2 separate regions of the Zea mays genome follow, and region 1 is linked to region 2. The links are chromatin contacts, called in public Hi-C maps. All regions are on one chromosome and are shown on one strand. The core of a region is the stretch at or near the end of the contact, and the rest is flanking DNA. Distances in the headings are between cores, read along the strand shown.

What was found. Hi-C and Micro-C count contacts between places; a contact is called where the count stands out from the background.
Region 1: a contact with region 2 is called in a Hi-C map of ear, with 2.2 times the contacts expected there. The contact joins the enhancer-like site here to the promoter of LOC103653954 in region 2. A contact is called at or near these places in 2 of 25 Hi-C or Micro-C datasets (ear and tassel).

The regions. Positions count from the first base shown.
Region 1 is chr4:164,106,519-164,112,988 of Zm-B73-REFERENCE-NAM-5.0, reverse strand. No RefSeq gene overlaps it. Among protein-coding and RNA genes, the nearest start is that of LOC100381682, 26 kb to the right of the region's middle. Within about 2 kb of position 1,493, at least 14 of the 20 cell types and tissues checked have an H3K27ac peak or open chromatin away from gene starts, as enhancers often do. A contact at or near this core is called in ear and tassel, where this site is marked.
Region 2 is chr4:163,832,237-163,838,305 of Zm-B73-REFERENCE-NAM-5.0, reverse strand. LOC103653954 (putative GTP diphosphokinase RSH2 chloroplastic) reads left to right here and starts at 1,337. Exons shown (of 17, transcript XM_008680773.3): 1 at 1,337-1,917; 2 at 4,850-5,040; 3 at 5,134-5,274; 4 at 5,465-5,521; 5 at 5,734-5,828. The coding sequence starts at 1,557. It overlaps LOC100284295 (ADP-ribosylation factor), which reads left to right. Exons shown (of 6, transcript NM_001157190.3): 6 at 350-974. The coding sequence ends at 544.

The DNA.
Region 1 (6,470 bases), core at 244-2,743, 270 kb before region 2:
GTTGGTCTGTGGGGACAATATATGATCCTAGAGAGCTGCCAGGAGTGAGTACCGCCGGTCCAGGGATTGGGCGGGTTGTTACATATCCATGTGCGATCACATGCACCTGCAAACAAATAATTGCGCAGCGGCGGCGCAGTGCGAGACGTGTGAAAGAGGGCGCGTGCTCGAAGGCTTATCTTCTCCTTCAAGTGCACGAGAATGGCGGTAGCGATGCGAGAGAGGCAGCGGGAAAAGAGGGAGTTGGGGATCAGTGTAGGCCGTTGGTGATCGCAATCTAGCGCTTCACACGTGTCTACTGTTTGATTTGGAATAAGTGGAAGGGCCTTTTTGCAAAAAAAAAACGACGTAGGACGACCGTTGAAACTGGTACTTTAAGTATACTATAGATAACTTATGCAAGAATTTTTAGAGAAGCCTAGTTCACAGTGGCGAATCTAACAAGAAATATTGTTGGGGTCATTGAGGTGAATTTCACTATATGATCTAATATTTTTAAAACTTTAACGGTGTTTTGCTAAAGGGTTTACAAATTTTATCAGGATCGACTGACCCCAATAAACCCTCCTAGATCCGCCCCTGCTAATTCATCTCTCTTAGATATCTTGGTCCTTTATGTGCATAGACCACAAGTTAGTTACATGTAGTTGTTTAATGATGTAACTTATACTTTATCTTTTCTTTTATAATCGCTATAATGTAAATCTCCTTTATTCAGGCCGTGATGCATGATTTTTAGCTATATGCTTCTTGATTGTTGGTTTAGAAGTGTAACCATACGACGAGGAGCTCCCTACGACCTCTGAGTTGTTGGTGCTGCAATAGTCAAAAGGACAACATGTGATACTAATTTGGTTGGAGGTGAAGCCCCATGATGGCTGATACGGCATTTGTCAAGCCTAATAGTTTTTTTTTTTGCCTTGCCATGATTTTGGTGGGCAAATTTTGAAGCCCAACCAAACAAGCTCTATATTACCATGAAAAAATCCTTTATATCCTTTTTGGCATTATAGTTTTTCTTCTTAAATTTCAAAATCACATATCTTATATCTTGCCAACTCTCAAAATCCATTTAAATTGCCTGCTTACTCCGGTTAAATTTGGGGTTTAAGATGGTTTCATCCTCAGTTAGGAGAAAAAACCGGTAAATTTGGACACAACAATCCCAAAAAAAAAGATAGTTATAGCTTCAAAAAGTATCTCTAAAATATTCTAAAACTATACTTAGCCTTAGAAAAATAGAAATAATGTAAATATCCCAAAATAGTAAATCATTCTAAATTACTAAATCGTGAAAAATATATAAAAAATTATTTACCCACCTGAAACAACTTCTAACCTGAACTAGGATGTAATGTACATGGTTTCCTTAAGTTGGTCAGGGTAGGCTGCCTAGTTTTAAGTTAAAAAGAAGGAAAATCAGACCATGACAGGTAAACTGGGCCTTTTGCTTATACATGTCCATGGGCTTTGAACTTAGTTTAGGGCCGACGGCTTATTGATCTTGAGCCAGAAACTCCAAAGGCCTTCAAGAGCCCAGTTTAAATCCATCCAGTCCGACTTGGGGGTCCAAATTTTGACTCCTGTTCCCGGCCTTCTCCAAGTCAACGATTTTTAAGGATCGGGAGCTCACTTCGAGAAGCAGAAATCGAGGGGAGAAGATGCCTGTCAGTGGAAGCAAAGGTGACCCCCCCCCCCCCCCCCCCCCCCCGCTGCGCTGTCTCCTTCCTGAGTAGTACTAATTAAAAGCATCCCGGCAACCTAATCAAAATCAACTGCGTGGTTCACATGTACACACACGCCTCCCCAAACTGGATTACTCTACGTACTGTAGTACTCCATATTGGTCTCATCGCAAGGCACTTCGATTAACGCGTGCCTTAATCACGAGCAGATTGAAATGACACCAATGCAAGGATCGATGTGCAGAGACAAATCAGTGTTTAATTGGGCTTCACACGCACAACGCAAGTTTTATGGAACTTCATGGGTAGTTTTCCTATTTTTTTCTCAAGTGACTGAAAAACCAGCCGTATATATATATATATTAAATTTCAAGCACCTTCGGCCATTTCGAGTGGAATATCGATCGGTCCACGTGATCTGAGCAACGTAACATCCCGGGCAGATTTAGGTAAGCGTGGACAGGGCATTGGCGTATGGACAGGATATATAGGTGATGTACCCTACTCATTAGCGTCACTAGTTTATTTTTTATACTCACGTACTGGCAAGAGATAATATAATTATTCAGTCTGTATAATGTGTGATACTCCTATACAGTTATCCTTGACACTAGAGTACGATTTGCCTAATACTCCTATATATATGTTAGCTAGTAGCTACCTACGTAGCTTACTAATCAAGAACAAATTGCTAGATTTGAAGAGGTCAAAATATATGTGCACCAGGGGATATGGTGGTACATAAATTACTCCCTCGTCAGAGTTCTAAATAAGTGGGGTTTTCAAGGTATCACAAGTTAATATTATTCCAAACTTTAGTTGCATACTGTTAATTATTTTGTGTATCTTGAGCTCAGATTTTTTTGTTTTTTGTTTTGAAACACAGTTTCATAAAAGTATACTTCAAAATTATTTTTATGAGCATATGTAACAAAACAACTGATTAGAGAGGGGAAAGCACACCAACAATTGATACCTTGGTGGACATAACTGATTAATTTGGCGATTACGGAAGTATATTTGGACTGATCCGTAGCTAATCTAAGATAACCAGTGGCTGAGGAAAAGTGCGATATGGCTTGTCAGGATACACATATGCACAAAATAGTACTACCTCCGTTCACAAATATATGATATTATTGACGTTTTTCGAAAACTTTAACCACTCGTCTTATTGAAAATTGAAAAATTTTAAGTCAAACACAAACTAACTTAAGTGATAAAATAAATCACAAAAAATAAATGTAACTCATTATTTTTTTTTTTTTGAATAAGACGAGTAGTGAAAGTTTTCTAAAAAAAAGTCAATGCATGGCGTTATATATTTATGAACGGATGGAGTAGCTAGCTATTAGTGGGCGGAATATCATGCACAGACAGACACACTGCTTTCTCTAGATATGAATTCCATTCTTCGATTCCCCAACAATTAATGCAAGGAAATAAAATAACAAAGGTGCAGAATAGATGCATGCATGTGTGATCAAATTAAAACCGAGGAAGGCTGCTGCTTCTTCTTCTTTGCTTCATTCGATATATCTATTTCGTCAATGAGGATAGTCTCGCTCTCGCACATGGTATGAGCATTTGGAATAATTAAGCTAAGCCTGATGACACATTCTGCAGACAGCCACGACGGCATGGCTTATGTCATCATTTGCACAAAGGCAACGACTGATATGCAAACAGTCTTTCTGTACAAGAGTGTAAGCAAATTATCTGATCCATTAGATCGTGATCCAACCGTAGATCACATTTAACACTTAAACCTTTCCACCACCACCTCAATAACCTTTATAAAAAAAACCCTTACACAAATATCAGTTCGTTACACATGGACGATATGCGATCCAGAGATCAGATCGCTCTGTGTCACGTACACGTGTACGTGTAGCCGTGTAGGAAAACAAATTACTTCAGAAGCGAGCAACCAGTGAACCGTAAAGCTCACTGTACTGTCTCTCTAAGCCGGGATGCCTGCAGAGGAACAAGTAGTAGCTAGTCCAGCACATGCATGCAGCAAGTAACAGATCGACAGTCGACACACACGGTGCGCTTAACATATATAGTCTAATAGCTAAACAAGTAAACAGTCAGTGTCAGCTACATTAATACTCCTATTATATAAACAAGTACTAGCTAGTATAGTACTCTTAATTAATTGTACTACCTGCATGTTGGATTATAGTATGCGTGCCACGCTTAATTAGGGGGCACATGGTATGTAGGGCGATGCTTCTTATTCCCCTCTTGTACATGTGCCGCCCCCATGCACGTTTGTTCAACTGTGTGCGTGCCTGTTTCACGATCAGAGTCAGAGAAGATAGAATCCCAGTGAATCAGACGAGCGCGCGCGGGAGAGGGGATGGGACACAAAAAGGCAGGCTTTGGGCTTCTTGCATTGGCTCCTAATCAAGCTCTCTAGCCAGCCAGCTAGCTAGATTTGGGAGCACATGCTTGAACGTGCATGCTCTGTAGTGTGGTCTGTATATATGGATGTAAATGGTACCGATATTATTGGTTTGTATTCGAATTTGATCCTTTTAAGTGGTTTGAGATATCCGACTCATATCTAATAAGTCCCGATATTTATTAGTATCGGATCTATGTACTCAAAGTTAGATCAATAAGATACCGATATTCATTTAAATTTTATCCGAGAATTCAAAGAAAATAAATAAATAAATAAATAAATATGAAACTAGTAATATATATGTCCGTATGCGAGCGGCTGGAGAAAAATATTCCGAAACCACAGTCTATGTATCGTGTGATGGTGAAAGGGATGCAGGGATCGGAATCACACCTCGCTCGCTGCATGCGATCCTGACCGTGTGTGCATGCAAGTGGAGTGATATATAGATGCGTTTCTTTAACGGTCTTCGAACACGTCGCTTCAGAAGAACTAGTACTAGTATTCAGCTAGCTGGCTGTCGTCATGCATGTGGCCGTCCTTAATGAGTTTGTCTTGTCTCGATTATTTTATGTACGGTGGTGGTAATTAACACGCATCAAGTTACCCCACGCACAGCAGCCAGTCGCCAGTGATTATTAATAACTTAATTACTGCTCCGCGGTCATTAATGATCGATTCACACGTGTAATAAGTAGAATCAGAGCGATGATGTTTACTCCTGTCTGTGCGTCGTCGTCGTTCCAGTTCGACACATGTCAATCGGTTAAGTTGGAAAGAGTTAGAGACAGCACGCACATTTTCAGTTATCATCAACGGCTGCAACGAGGCAAAAGTGCGTGAGACCATGCCGCCGTGCGGCCATCGGAAACCAGAATCTTTCCCTGGAGAGAGGGACGGAATATATATAATTAATACGGGCATCGAGTTATTCCGAAAAGTTTGATGAAGTTTATCTTTAATTTTAGCTAATAACTAAATTCCGATCAATAGTAATTGTTTATTTACATATAGTTTTGGTGAAACCCCTAGTTGGTTAGCTTAGCAGTTTTGAGAACAGTTTTTTTTTTGACAGATCGGAGGCCGTAGCTGACAGCTGCTGCTAAAAAGAAGTTTAGAAGCATCGCCACGCACGCACATCAAAAGATACGCACGTACGCGCAACACGCGTGCGGGTTAAATGACGCGAGAATCTTGCTGGCCTCCTTTGACTAAGGGGGTGTTTGGTTTCTAGGGACTAATTTTTAGTCCCTACATTTTATTCCACTTTAGTTACAAAATTATCAAATATAGAAACTATAACTCTATTTTAGTTTCTATATTTGTCAATTTATATACTAAAATGGAACAAAATGAAGGGACTAAACATTAGTCCCTAGAAACCAAACACCCCTTAAGTCACTAGGACTCTCACGTCGTACGCGGGCGGGTTTCTTGCAGAATGTACGTACGTGCATGTGCTAGCTATACGCCTATATACCTAGAGCATATATATATATATATATACTGCATGGAGTCAATATAATCTGCTCTGCTAACCTGCCAGACATAGGTGTATATGCACACATGCACCTCATTGGTGTGCAGAGATTTCCTTTGTATTTTCTCATGATCGACGCATGCAGCATAATGCATAAAAACAATAGATTCAGTTACTTCCTTTCAATCTATATATATATATATATATATTTGTCCACAGAACTCTCAATGTAGTATATATGTGCATTTATCAAGAAAGTAGTAGTCCCATATGTGAATTTGAGTCTAAGTTGGGTTTCTTGTGGTGGTGAAATCATTTTATCACCAACAGATATATTTATTAAAAACCGACAGTAGTGATATTATCTTGTTATTGTCACGTCAGTTCCCTAGAACCGACAGTATATCATCAGACCTCATCACTACTAATTGCTCTATGCCACTACTTCTGTTAGGGCACGCGCGTACAATGCATTTAAATGTACCGTGTGTTTTAGGGTCTGTTTGGTTGGGTTGTGGCTGTGAAAAAAGTTGTTGTGCGCTGTTAGCTGTGGAAAAAGTTGATGTGAGCTGTGAGTTGTGAGCTGTTAAAAAGTTAAAAACCGTTTGGTGGAAACCACTAAAATCTATTAAAAGTTTTTTGATGTATGTTTTCGCAGTTCCATCCGAAAGCCACTAAAAGCAGGTCCAGGAGTGCTCTCAGTTTTGCACTACGAGAAAGTCAGCTTTTAGAAACAGCTGTTTCTGGATCCAACTCTTTGGTTTAGCTTTTGGCTTTTAGGGGGCAAAAGCCAAAGCCAAAAGTCAAACCAAACACACCTTTAATTGTGTTTAGGGATGTAACTATAAATAACAAAGAAACCATGTCTTGGTCAAGATATACCTCTGGTTCG
Region 2 (6,069 bases), core at 88-2,587:
GTTATCTTAAAGAATGGTTCAGTCAGACCTTTACGTATTATCTTATACTGTATTGATTTAACTCCCAGTGTTTAGTTTAATTTATGTGTAAATGTGATTGTTCTTCGCTGGCATCCGCAATTCAGGGTGAGTGCTGCATGAGGAAGGTATACTCTACCATGAAACATATCATTGCTTGCAAGACGCGTTTCATTTATTGGCCTGTTGTTAAGGACAATATGTGAAGAATATGTCTGTGTCTTGATCAGATATGTTCTTGTGCATCTGTTACATAAAACACCCTCTGCACTTAATAAGTACACCTGTGTTAGCTGCTCCTCCCTAATGTAATTTTCCTTGTTTTTTTTAGAAAGGGGCAATGACACCAATGGAGGTGTGTGAGGGCCTTGGCCTCTACGATTTGAAGAATCGCACCTGGCACATCCAAGGCTCCTGTGCGCTTAAAGGTGATGGCCTTTATGAGGGCTTGGACTGGATGGCAAGCACTCTGAAGGAATTGCAAGCTTCAGGTCGCCTACCCTCTGGAGGGACATCGTTGTTCTAAGAAGCAAATCTGCATGTAAGATCCTTGGGTTGATACTAGTAATAATGGATCAAGAGATCATCAATGATGTTAACATCTTGATGAGAATTTCCTTTCAAATTCATGCTGCACTGCTCAGGCTCCGTGGGGTGATTCTACTAAAGAAAAGGTGAAACATGGGCCTGACCGCATAAAAATATCGGTCATGCGTTTGTACTCACCCCTGGGGATTTCTTGTCAATGATCTAACCTGTGATATAGGCCTTGTAACTTCCGTTGTGAGTAAGTTTCATTCAAAGCTAACCGGCGGATGCATTTGTCACATATGAGAATTGAGGAGTCAACTTCCACATCCTGTTGTTGTAAGAATTTCTGTAAATCGAAGTTGGCAAACATAATTTATCTCAACAAGTTGGTCCGGTCATTATTCAGGATTGGGTTTATTTTTGTGCATGCTAAAATGATGATTGAATGTGTTTAGTGGGCTGCTTCACCCATTGTTCTCTTCTAAAAATACGTGGTGTGCACTGGTAATTTTATTTGATGCGGTGCCGAATATTGGTATGAATAATCAGATCGAGAACGGGCAACGTAGGCCATTAATTTTCGTCCAGAACACATGTGATGTGTATTGGGGGGTTTTATTTGGTGCGGTGCCTAATATTTCTATGAATAATCGAGGTCGAGAACAGCCAACGTAGGTTGTATCTGTACCATTTCCTTTTCTTAGAAGCAAGTCATATGTGTAGCCAATTTAAAAATAAATGATGATAAAAATATCTGGGAAAAACAAGCCGTGAGGCTAGAAGGACAGGTAGAGGAAGAGGAAAGAACCGTGCCACTGACGAACGTCGACAGCTCCCGTGACCCAGTTCCCAGCCGCAGCCACACAAACAGACCGCCCCCTCTCGTGCTCTCACCCTCCGTTCCTCGTCGCCACTCGCGTGCCGTGCCGTGTGAGTGACCCTCGTCGCGACTCGCGTCGCTAGGATGAGATAGAAACGAAACCGGCCCCCACACCCGGCTCGCTCGCATGAAGCAATCGCCGGCGTCTACTGCAGTCTCCGACTCTGGGATGCTGGGCCGCCGCCTCGCCTTGCTCCCGGCGGCGACCGTCGGGCGCGGGGGTAGGACGACGCGGGCGCGGATGACGATGGGGTGCGTGCTGCTCGACCACGTGGCGCCGCGGCTCGCGGTGGCCTCGGCCACGCTCGTGGGTGCCCGGGAGGTGATCGCGGCGGCTGCCGCCGCGGGCGCGGGGGGAAGCGGCGCGGTGCACGGCGCCGTGGCGTCGACGCTCGCGCAGGTAGCGGTCACGGCCGTGGCGATTGCATCGGGGGCGTGCCTTTCGACCAAGGTCGACTTCCTCTGGCCTCGCATCGACCAGTTGCCAGGTAACAGACGTGCAATTGTGTAGATTTATACTGACTTGGCCGTATCGGCTGCATATTGTCTAAACCTCTAAAACTAACTGTTATTTAGATAATAAGTTATTAGCTGATTTTAGGATGTACTAAAGCTAATAGTTAGCGACTAAAATTAGCTGTAGACATCCAAACAACCTAACTAATAGTTCAGCTATTAGCTATTTTTAGTAAATTAGTTAATAGTTAGCTAGCTATTTGTTATCTATCTAATTACACTAGCAATTTTTAGCCAACTAAGGGAGTGTTTGAATGCACTAGAGCTAATAGTTAGTTGCCTAAAAATTTGCTAGTAGAATTAGCTAGCTAACAAATAGCTAGCTAACTAGTAGCTAATTTACTAAAAATAGCTAATAGCTGAAATATTAGCTATGGTGTTTGATGTCTATAACTAATTTTAGCCACTAACTATTAGCTATAGTGCATTCAAACACCACCCTAACTATTAGCTCTAGTACATTCAAACACCCGAGTTGGAGCAGCTAATAACTAATAGTTATTTGAGAGCTAATATATTAGCTAAACCTCTCAGCTAATTTTGGCTACTAAGTGCTAACAGTTAGTTTGAGGTTTAGAATCGGGCCAGCTATGTAAGAACATCTCGTTAAGCATTCATTTGTTGAAACAATTGCCACCGTAAGCAGAGCAATTATGTTCAGATCATTGTTTTCAGATCGTCCAACTAATTGCGATTAGTCGGGCTGATTGGTACTCTGGGTTCGATTAGGGTGCTCGATTCGATCAGGAGAGATAATCGTCCATATCGTCCGATTAGTCGGCGATATGGAGCGATGAGTCGACCGATGAGCGATCAGTCGATCAGCATATTAATTACTCAGGGTAGTCCAACAGGAGTGAAAGAGCTGCTGTCTTGTAAGTTGTAGACTTGCAGTTTCATAGTTTCATATAGACTTGCTGGTGCTGTTTTCATCTTTTCATACTGCTGCCTTGTTGGTGAATGGTGAATTGGTGATCATTTCAAGCTTGCTACAGCATCTTGGTCATATAGTCTAATCCTTTTATTGAGTTTATTTTAAGTATAGTCTATACTATATAAGTATATATCTATATATAGTGTTATATATGTGTGTGTATATATATGTCCTAGAAATATGCAGGACGACCAGGTGGACGATTTGGGTCGATCAGGGGCTACTAATCGCCCTAATTGTCACCTAATCGCGACTAATCGGCTGATCGCCCAGTTAGAACGATCAGACGATCTGAAAACAATGGTTCAGATATAAGCGATTCAATGACATGCCATTGCCTCTTTGAGAGCACTTAGAGGGGGGTGAATAGGTGATCCTGGGAATTTCAACACTAAATAGCCAACACTTGGTTATGAAATGTTAGTGCAATTAAAACCAAGTTGCTAAAGTGTGAATTCTAGAAGAAAGCCAATCACAAATAAGATGGACACAAGACGCAGTGATTTATCCCATGGTTCGGCCAATGTCTACTTCCACGTTGTGGTGACCTCCTTCGGTTAAGGATTGCACTCAATCTCTCTCAAGTGATCCAATGATCAACTTTGAGTACCACAGCTATCTTCCTTAGTAATCTTTCTCCCGTTTGCGAGGAATCTCCATAGATTGGAGCCTCTCGCCCTTACAAGTTTATCACAAGAGAAGCACCGTAGTGAGGGAGATTAACACACGCAAGACTCAAATCCGCAGCACACACACGCACACAAGCCAAGACTTGAGCTCGAAACACATCACAGAGGATTCACAACTCAAACGGAGCTCAAATCACTAACACAATCGATCAAATGCGTGGAGGCGGAGTCTGGGAGTCTTAGGATGCTTAGTGAATGCTTGGTGTACTGCTCCATGCGCCTAGGGGTCCCTTTTATAGCCCCAAGGCAGCTAGGAGCCGTTGGAGATCAACTTGGAAAGGCAATTCTTGTCTTCTGTCGAGTGGTGCACCGGACAGTCCGGTGCACCACTGGACAACTACTGTAGCAGTCCGGTGCGCGATCTCTTTCCTTTTCTGGCGAAGCCGACCGTTGGATCTTTGGATCTGTTGGCACACCGGACACTGTCCGGTGCGACCATTGGCTAAGCCACGTGTCGCCCGTTGATCGCGCAGGCGACCGTTGGCCGCTGGCGCCGTTGGCTCACCGGACAGTCCGGTGCACCACCGGACGGTCTGGTGATTTTAGCCGCGACGTCTTTTTCTTTCCCGAGAGCGACGAGTTCGTCGCCGAAGACTTGGGCGCGAGCGCTGATGACTCACCGGACAGTCCGGTGCACCACCGTACAGTCCGGTGATTTATAGCCATGTCGCCGCGTCGATTCCTGAGAGCGGCCAGTTCGCCGCCGGGCCAGCCTGGGCACCGGACAGTCCGGTGCGCCATAGGCTGGTGCTGTTTTGGCTGAACCGAGCCAGTCCTTCTCCATTTCTTTTCCTTTTTTCTTGGCTATGTCTCTAGCATTTAGATAAACATGTTAGTAACCAAAAACAATTTACTAAGTCTAGAAACATACCTTGTGCTTTGATGTGCACTTTTCACCTACTTAGCTCATATGAGTTTAAAACAAGGTGTTGGGCATTCAATCACCAAAACAATTATAGAAATGGCCCAATGGCACATTTCCCTTTCAATTAGCTGATTTCAATTCTTGTCTTATTTGATCGAAAGGTATTTTGTTCACTATGAGAATGTCAGATGCTTATGCTATCTCACTATGTATTTTGTGCTTGTAGTTTGACGTAGTAAATAAATAATCTACTTTGCCCCCTACTTTGTAGGGTTTGTTTCTTGGGCGAAACGTTCTTAGTTAGAATTATTGATGCAATTAGCCGATAACAACTTTATGACTAAAGGATTTTCACCTCGTCATTTTTTGTATTCATTCTGATTACTATCTCATATTTGTATTATGTGATTTAGCAGATACTCTTATATTTGAAGGAGTGGAGGTGACAGGATACCAGATATTTGAGGATCCCAAGGTGCAGAAAGCAATAGAATTTGCTAGTACAGCCCACCTTGGGCAATTTAGGAGAACAGGGGATCCATATATTACACACTGCATACACACTGGAAAAATTTTAGCTGCCTTGGTTCCGTCAACTGGAGAAAGAGTATTTCCCTCTCCTGTCTTCCGAGAATACATCTTCATTTTTTTTCTTCACTAACTTAATTGATGAGTGTTTTTCTTCTTTCTTCCCTTATAGGCTGTTAACACAATTGTGGCTGGCATTCTTCACGATGTTGTTTGTGATACATCAGAGAGCTTGAAGAGCATAGAAGAGCAGTTTGGGGCTGATGTTGCTAGCTTGGTATCTGGTGTATCAAAATTAAGCTACATAAACCAGGTGATGTATACCCTGTTGATATTGATTGAGACTCGATGTAAATTTCCATCTCTTTTAGGAAAACACTGTCTAGTGCCTACAATAAAAATTCCAGACTAAATCCAAGTTTCTTTGTTTGACATTGGAGGAAGCAATTTACTTCCCTCAGGAACTATTGCTATTGTTCATTACTATTTTCTGTGCGCTGCAGCTACTTCGCAGGCATCGACAAAAAAATACTGGTGGGAGCACTCTTACTTCAGAGGAAGTATGTTCCCTTCCACTAACCTTTATTGCATAGTGATGAGACTATATTGAACGGCTGTCAATCATCAGTCTTTTTGCATGATTTTGCTTGTTAATGCATGAGTTCAAACAAAATATCAGCATCTTCTGACAAAACTGTTGTGAGATGCCAGAAAAGTATATAAAACTGCTTTCTGAAAGCCGTGGTTTGATTATCCTCTTGTTGTCAGTCAGGCAAATAATCTACGTGTTATGTTATTGGGGATGGTTGATGATCCTCGTGTGGTGCTCATCAAGCTGGCAGATCGCTTGCACAATATGCGGACAATGTATGCAACTCTAGCCCTTTCATCTCTATTTAGCATGTCCTGCTTATTACTTGTTTCCTAAATGTAAAATCACCTTTGCGATCTGAAGTATTTTAGGGATGCAGTTCTTATTGACATTCTCTTTGTTCATCATGTTCCCTTTCCATGTTATGTTCTGTCGTCAATTTCTAATATTTTCATCAAAAATGGCAAGACATACTCAAAGCACTGGGAGGGTCATGAACATTAAAATGCAATAGGG